Linked DNA regions of Mus musculus: region 1 is linked to region 2. Evidence: chromatin contacts called from public promoter capture Hi-C data. All regions are on one chromosome and are shown on one strand. The core of a region is the stretch at or near the end of the contact, and the rest is flanking DNA. Distances in the headings are between cores, read along the strand shown. Region 1 holds the start of 3110040N11Rik (RIKEN cDNA 3110040N11 gene). Region 2 holds the start of Anpep (alanyl (membrane) aminopeptidase).

Region 1 (2,700 bases), core at 182-2,681, 1.9 Mb before region 2:
CCCTTAACTCCATTGTCAAATCTAAGATCAAGTCTTAAGAATTTTACATTGGGTTTCTGCCATTTGGATTACAAACCCCTGTTCTTTCCATTGGGGCAAGTGGCTGTGTGACAGATTGACCTGAGGCGGGGTCCTGTCCTTTCTAGCTGGTGATGAGGTACTCTAGAGGTACCTGTGGAGAAGGCTGACGGTTCCTTAGAGGACATTGCTTCCCCCTCCTTTGCCCATCCAGGCACCATCAGAAATACACCAATCCGTGTTCCTCCCCTGATAAAAACTGTCAAGTCTCTAGAGCAGTGGTTCTCAACCTTCCTAATGCTGCAACCTTTTAATACAGTTCCTCATGCTGTGATGACTCCCAACGGTAACATTACTTTTGTTGCTACTTCCTAACTAATTTGGCTACTGTTATGAATCGTAATGTAAATATTTTTAGGGCATCATGATTTCACCTCAAAATTCATCAAATTACTACAGTATAGTTTTGGCTCCACTTTGTGCCTCTATTTGTAATGTATTTCAAAAAAGGTGTGGTGTGGTTTAACACCTGAATCACCTGAGTCTTAGGCTTTAGCCACTTTCTCACAACACACCACTTAACGTGTCATGTGGAAAGGGTGTCTCTGGGAGAGTAAAATGAGACATCCCATTCTGATCCCAACCTTTAGTGGCTGTTTTCAGCACTCACATTCCAGTCTCACCTGTTTGTGAATCTGAATGCTGTCGCCCTTTGACATTTGTCACAGTCTCTGTCCTCCTCCTTAACTCCCCTCTCACTGGCACAGGTCACTGATAATTTGGTTATGTATTCAGGTAGCTCCTTAACTATTCCACTTGGATGTCTCCAATCATTTCAAACTTAATGTACCCTGAAAACTCCCCCTCGGACTGCCACAACTGCTAGCCGTAGACTCGGGCATCTTCAGTTAATCTTTTCCCCATCTCAGATTATTCAGGTCCCAAAGATCCTCAAAATGGTAACAAGCCATCTCCCATTTAGGTAGCAGATCTTCCTACCTCTGGGCATATACCATCTATACATTCTAACCTTATTGGACAAGGCCAGTCCCTAACTTTAGCACTTGCATTGATTTGCCTCTGCTTCAGTTTCACGAACGGTTGTATTCAACTCCACAGTGGATCTCCTCTCCTTGCGCACTGCCCTGTGCGAATTGCCATGGTGCCGCGTTGGGCAGGCGAGCACCGAGGCTGGCTGCTCTTGCCAACCCTAAGGATAGGTGACAATTTTCCCTCTGCTGGCAAAGATGGCTCACCAATGGATCACACCCTGAGGCTGGCAGGTTGCAAAGGAAGGAAAACAGTGCCATCTCGGGGCGAGGTGGCACTCTTAGGTGCCGGCCGACGCGCCTGCCGCTTCCGCCCATGACTTGCGCAGGCGCACAGAACTCTTCCGCCACGCTGGCGCCTGCGTGGTTGGGATGCTGCTGCTTGCTGTAGGTCGGTGTGCTTGGCCTCTGTTAGACTCCTGTGTGGTTCCACAATGCCTAAGAAAGCCGGTGCGACAAGCAAGGCCAGTGGCAAGCCTCGTGTTGTGGAGAGGGTGGGCCACGGGGCTACACTGGCGGGGAACAGACGCAGCGCCTGGAGGGCGGAAGACCTCCCTTCGGGTCCAGGTCTGAGACTTCCTGGGTCGCACATTAGCTCGCCCTAAGGATGAGTAGGCTCCACTGCGCACCCGCTGACCACCGTCTTTGCTCTCTCACTCTGAGGGTTACACTTCCCGGCAGGCTGTGCGTTCTGCCTCCCTATGGTGGCTGATCGCTTCCTTCTGTCAATGAGACTGCACTCCCTCCCCTAATATCCCTTTGTTTTCTGTCGCTGTGATCCCAGCCCCTTGAAGTCAGGGAGTTTGAATCCTTATTCCTCTTCATACCCGCTGTCCGCATACTGCCCTGGAAGTTGTTTTCTGTTAAGTTGTTAGATGGCATTTAAATACCAGTCGTCGTTCTTTCTGCAATGGACTCCTCACCCACTCTTGAGCGTTAGGATGCATTGGCTATAAAGATGACTAATAAATGCCCCTTCTCTTGAGAAATAGAAACGATAAAGTAGACTGTGGGAACAAGTCCTAAGCTAGCCAAGAGATCTTAAGTAGAACACATACCTACACAGAGACAGCCCCACCCCACCCCCCTCTCTGTCTCTGTATGTTGGATCATGAAGGGATGTGGGAGGAGCACGGTGGTGGCTAGTTTCTGCATGTAGGCCCAGTTTAGTGAAGGTGAGGGTAGTGATGGCTCAAAATAACTGAAGTATTTTGTTACCTGTGAAATTGTGTGTCATTTTAGGGTAAAAACCAAACCAAAGAACCAGAGACAGCACCTCCTGCTGCAGGGCCTGTAGCAACTGACCCTAAAGGTTTTGTCACCATAGCCATTCATGCCAAACCTGGCTCCAGACAGAACGCTGTGACAGGTACGTCTGAGCACTGGGTGGGATTTGGATGTGGATAAAGCAGCGTTTTCATCTTATTTTTGCCTTGTTATCTAAAAGCTTATCCTGTAACTGTAAATGGTATTTTTTATGTCTGCGTTTAGAAGCTTCTCCATCTAAACATTCTATAGTCTCATATAGAGGTATTTGAAAGAAAATGTACAATATTTAATACCAAATCAGATGGAATCTGTGTATCTTTTCCTTTTTAAAAATGTGGTATTTTGTAGATGGGCCTGGTCATAT
Region 2 (2,700 bases), core at 165-2,664:
GAGAGGATGGGAATGTAGAGAGGACATCATTTACGATGCCTCTAAACCGGAGTTCCTACAGGTAAGTAGAGGTATGGGGTTCGACAGCTCAGGGTCTCCCTTGGAACAGGGAGATCACCTTGAATTATATGGGTGCATCGCATGGGAGAAGCCAGTCAGTATCAGAATGACAAAGCCGAGAGTTGAAGCACCGGTCACTCCTCGCTCCAAAGGTGGCCTCAAGCCAAGGAATGTGGGTGCCTCTAGCCATCGGAAAAGACAAAGATGCTCTCTCTTAGAGCTTCCAGAAGGGAAGCTTCCCACGGACACCCCGAGTTTCAGTACAGTGAGTCTGATTTATAAACAGTATGAGAATAAGCATGTGTCTTTTAAAGTTTGTGTTATTATAGCAGCAATAGGAAACTAATAGAAATGGTACCCTGAATTGCCAATAAAAAAGATGCCCAGGGAGGGAGTGCCCTGGAACACACAGTATCTCGAAGCGGAATGGGGACAAGAAGCATAAACTCCTGGATGCAATCCTTTATTTGCTAGAGGCTTCTAATAACTTTGACTTCTTGAAGACAGCCTAGGTGTCAAGAGTTAGCCAGAGCTTGGCCTGGAGAGGCTGAAGTCAAGGTCAGTCTGGGCTACAGTGAGTTCAAGGTCAGCCTGGATGATTCAGTGAGCCCTTTCCTTTAAAAAGAAATAAAAGAAAAAAGAAAAGGGCTGAGGATGTAGCTCACGGCTGAGCACTTATCTAGTACGCATGAGGCACTGGACTTAAACCACAGTACTAGAAGAAAATAAGGGAGGGAGGGAGAGAGGGAGAGAGGGAGGAAGGGGAGAAAGAGAAAGGAAGAAAAAGTTAGAATTGGTGGATGATCCAGGCTCATGGAAAAAGTGTAGCAGTGAAGCAGGATTGTTGCTAGTTTGAGCTTGGCCTGGACTACATAATAAGTTCGGAGGAAGAGGAGGAGGAGGAGGAGGAGGAGGAGGAGGAGGAGGAGGAGGAGGAGGAGGAGGAGGAGGAGGAAGAAGAAGAAGAAGAAGAAGAAGAAGAAGAAGAAGAAGAAGAAGAAGAAGAAGAAGAAGAAGAAGAAGAAGGAAGAAGAAGAAGAAAAGATAATCAGATTAAGTTCTGTGGAAAGCCTCCAGAACTGTGGGGATTATCCTGTAAACTTTTGAGGCTGTGAGCCCCTCCCTCCAGCTGCAGATGTCTCCCAGATGTGGTGGGCGAGACACTGGGACAGCGGCGGCGCGAAGTGTGGGTGGGTGAGGGCGAGAGGTCTGGGTCTGGCGCGCTGGGGGCCAGGGGCCGCACCGTCGGGGGAGCGGCTGTTTGCGTGCAGGCGGGGAGGAGCGCGGGCGGAGCCGGGTGGGGGGGGGCGGGTGTAGTTCGGGCGGAGCGGTGGTGGGCTCGGGTTACTTCCCTTTAACCCGCCAGAGCAGGCGGGCGGAGGCGAGGCAGGAGCAGCTCGGAGAAGCGTGCAGTCCTAGGCAAGTGTGGGAAGGCAGCCATGGGCTGCGGAAGTTTGGGGACACCGGGTGTGGGGCTTGGCATCTGGGGTGCGGGAGCCAACTGAAGCTTCTGCCCCTACTCAGATGGGTAAACTGAGGTCCGGGAGCTGCCGAAGCTGTTGGAGTGAGTCCCCGAGGGTGCCAGCGGCTCTTGGCCTCCAGGTGTCTGCAGGGCTCCGAGGGAAGCTCCGGCCTTGGTGACAGAAGATGGCCAGGCCTGGAGAAAAAGGGGTGGCTGGAGCCCAGGAACGGTAGCTGGAGTCTGGTGGCCAGACTCAAGGGTTAGAGGGCGGGTGGTGAGGGACACATAGAGGACGGAGCCAGAGATGAGAGGATACAGAATGGCTGAAGTATAGAGGACTAGGGATGGCGCGAGTGGAACAGAAGGTGCACGCTGACCCCTGGAAGTCACGGAGCAAAGACACATGTTTCTGCTCTACAGTCCCAGTCGGGTTAGAGCGGCGGCCCTGGCCCTGTGCCCCAGCCTCTGTGAGGAGACGGGAACTAGACTTTATCCTAGACCCTCGGTTGCTGTGCTCGTCCCATGCATAGATAGGCATGCCTCCTGGATGCGCACCAGGATTCTGCTGCGGTGGCCTCCAGAGAGCAGAGCTGGTGGCAACCCAAGCTTTTTCAGCAGAGGGGTCTTTCCAAATAGACTACCTCCAATAAGGCAGGCTGCCTGCCCTGGAGAGTCTGGGCTTTGGTGACTTAAAACCCAATCCTGCTCTGAGGATACCAGTGACATGTGCTGTTGGGAGATTTCAGGGCACTTCTGTGACTGATGGATCTGAGGTCTAGGGATGTCAGGACCTTGGCCAGTTTATTTGTGAAAGTAGAACTTGGAGCAGGTGGCCTCCCACCTCTGTCAGCGTGGGTGGCTAGTAAGAAGGAGGTGGCCCGGCACCAAACAGGAAGACTGGCCACAATTCCCCATGGGGAAGGGAGCTTTTCCTACATGTGACAGGCCAGGTACAGGAACTAGGACTGTGGCTACGGTGGATTGTGGAATACCTGAGCAATGAGCTGTATAGCTTAGGTTGGCTTGGATCTCTAGGCAATCCTCCTGCCTCAGCCTCTGGATTTGATTATGGTACTCTCCCCCAACTCCACAGGATTTGAACCTAGGGTCACATGCATACCCTGCAGAGTTCCTGAGGGGGCCGCTGCAAGGTGCTCGCCCTTCAGCCCAGAATCCCA

The links. Promoter capture Hi-C pulls out the DNA fragments that hold promoters and counts their contacts.
Region 1: a contact with region 2 is called in a promoter capture Hi-C map of liver, with 5 times the contacts expected there. The contact joins the promoter of 3110040N11Rik here to the promoter of Anpep in region 2. A contact is called at or near these places in 2 of 39 promoter capture datasets (both in liver).

The regions. Positions count from the first base shown.
Region 1 is chr7:81,788,186-81,790,885 of GRCm38.p6, reverse strand. 3110040N11Rik (RIKEN cDNA 3110040N11 gene) reads left to right here and starts at 1,431. Exons shown (of 5, transcript NM_026077.4): 1 at 1,431-1,531; 2 at 2,310-2,436. The coding sequence starts at 1,502.
Region 2 is chr7:79,846,924-79,849,623 of GRCm38.p6, reverse strand. It overlaps Anpep (alanyl (membrane) aminopeptidase), which reads left to right and starts at 1,414. Exons shown (of 21, transcript NM_008486.3): 1 at 1,414-1,479.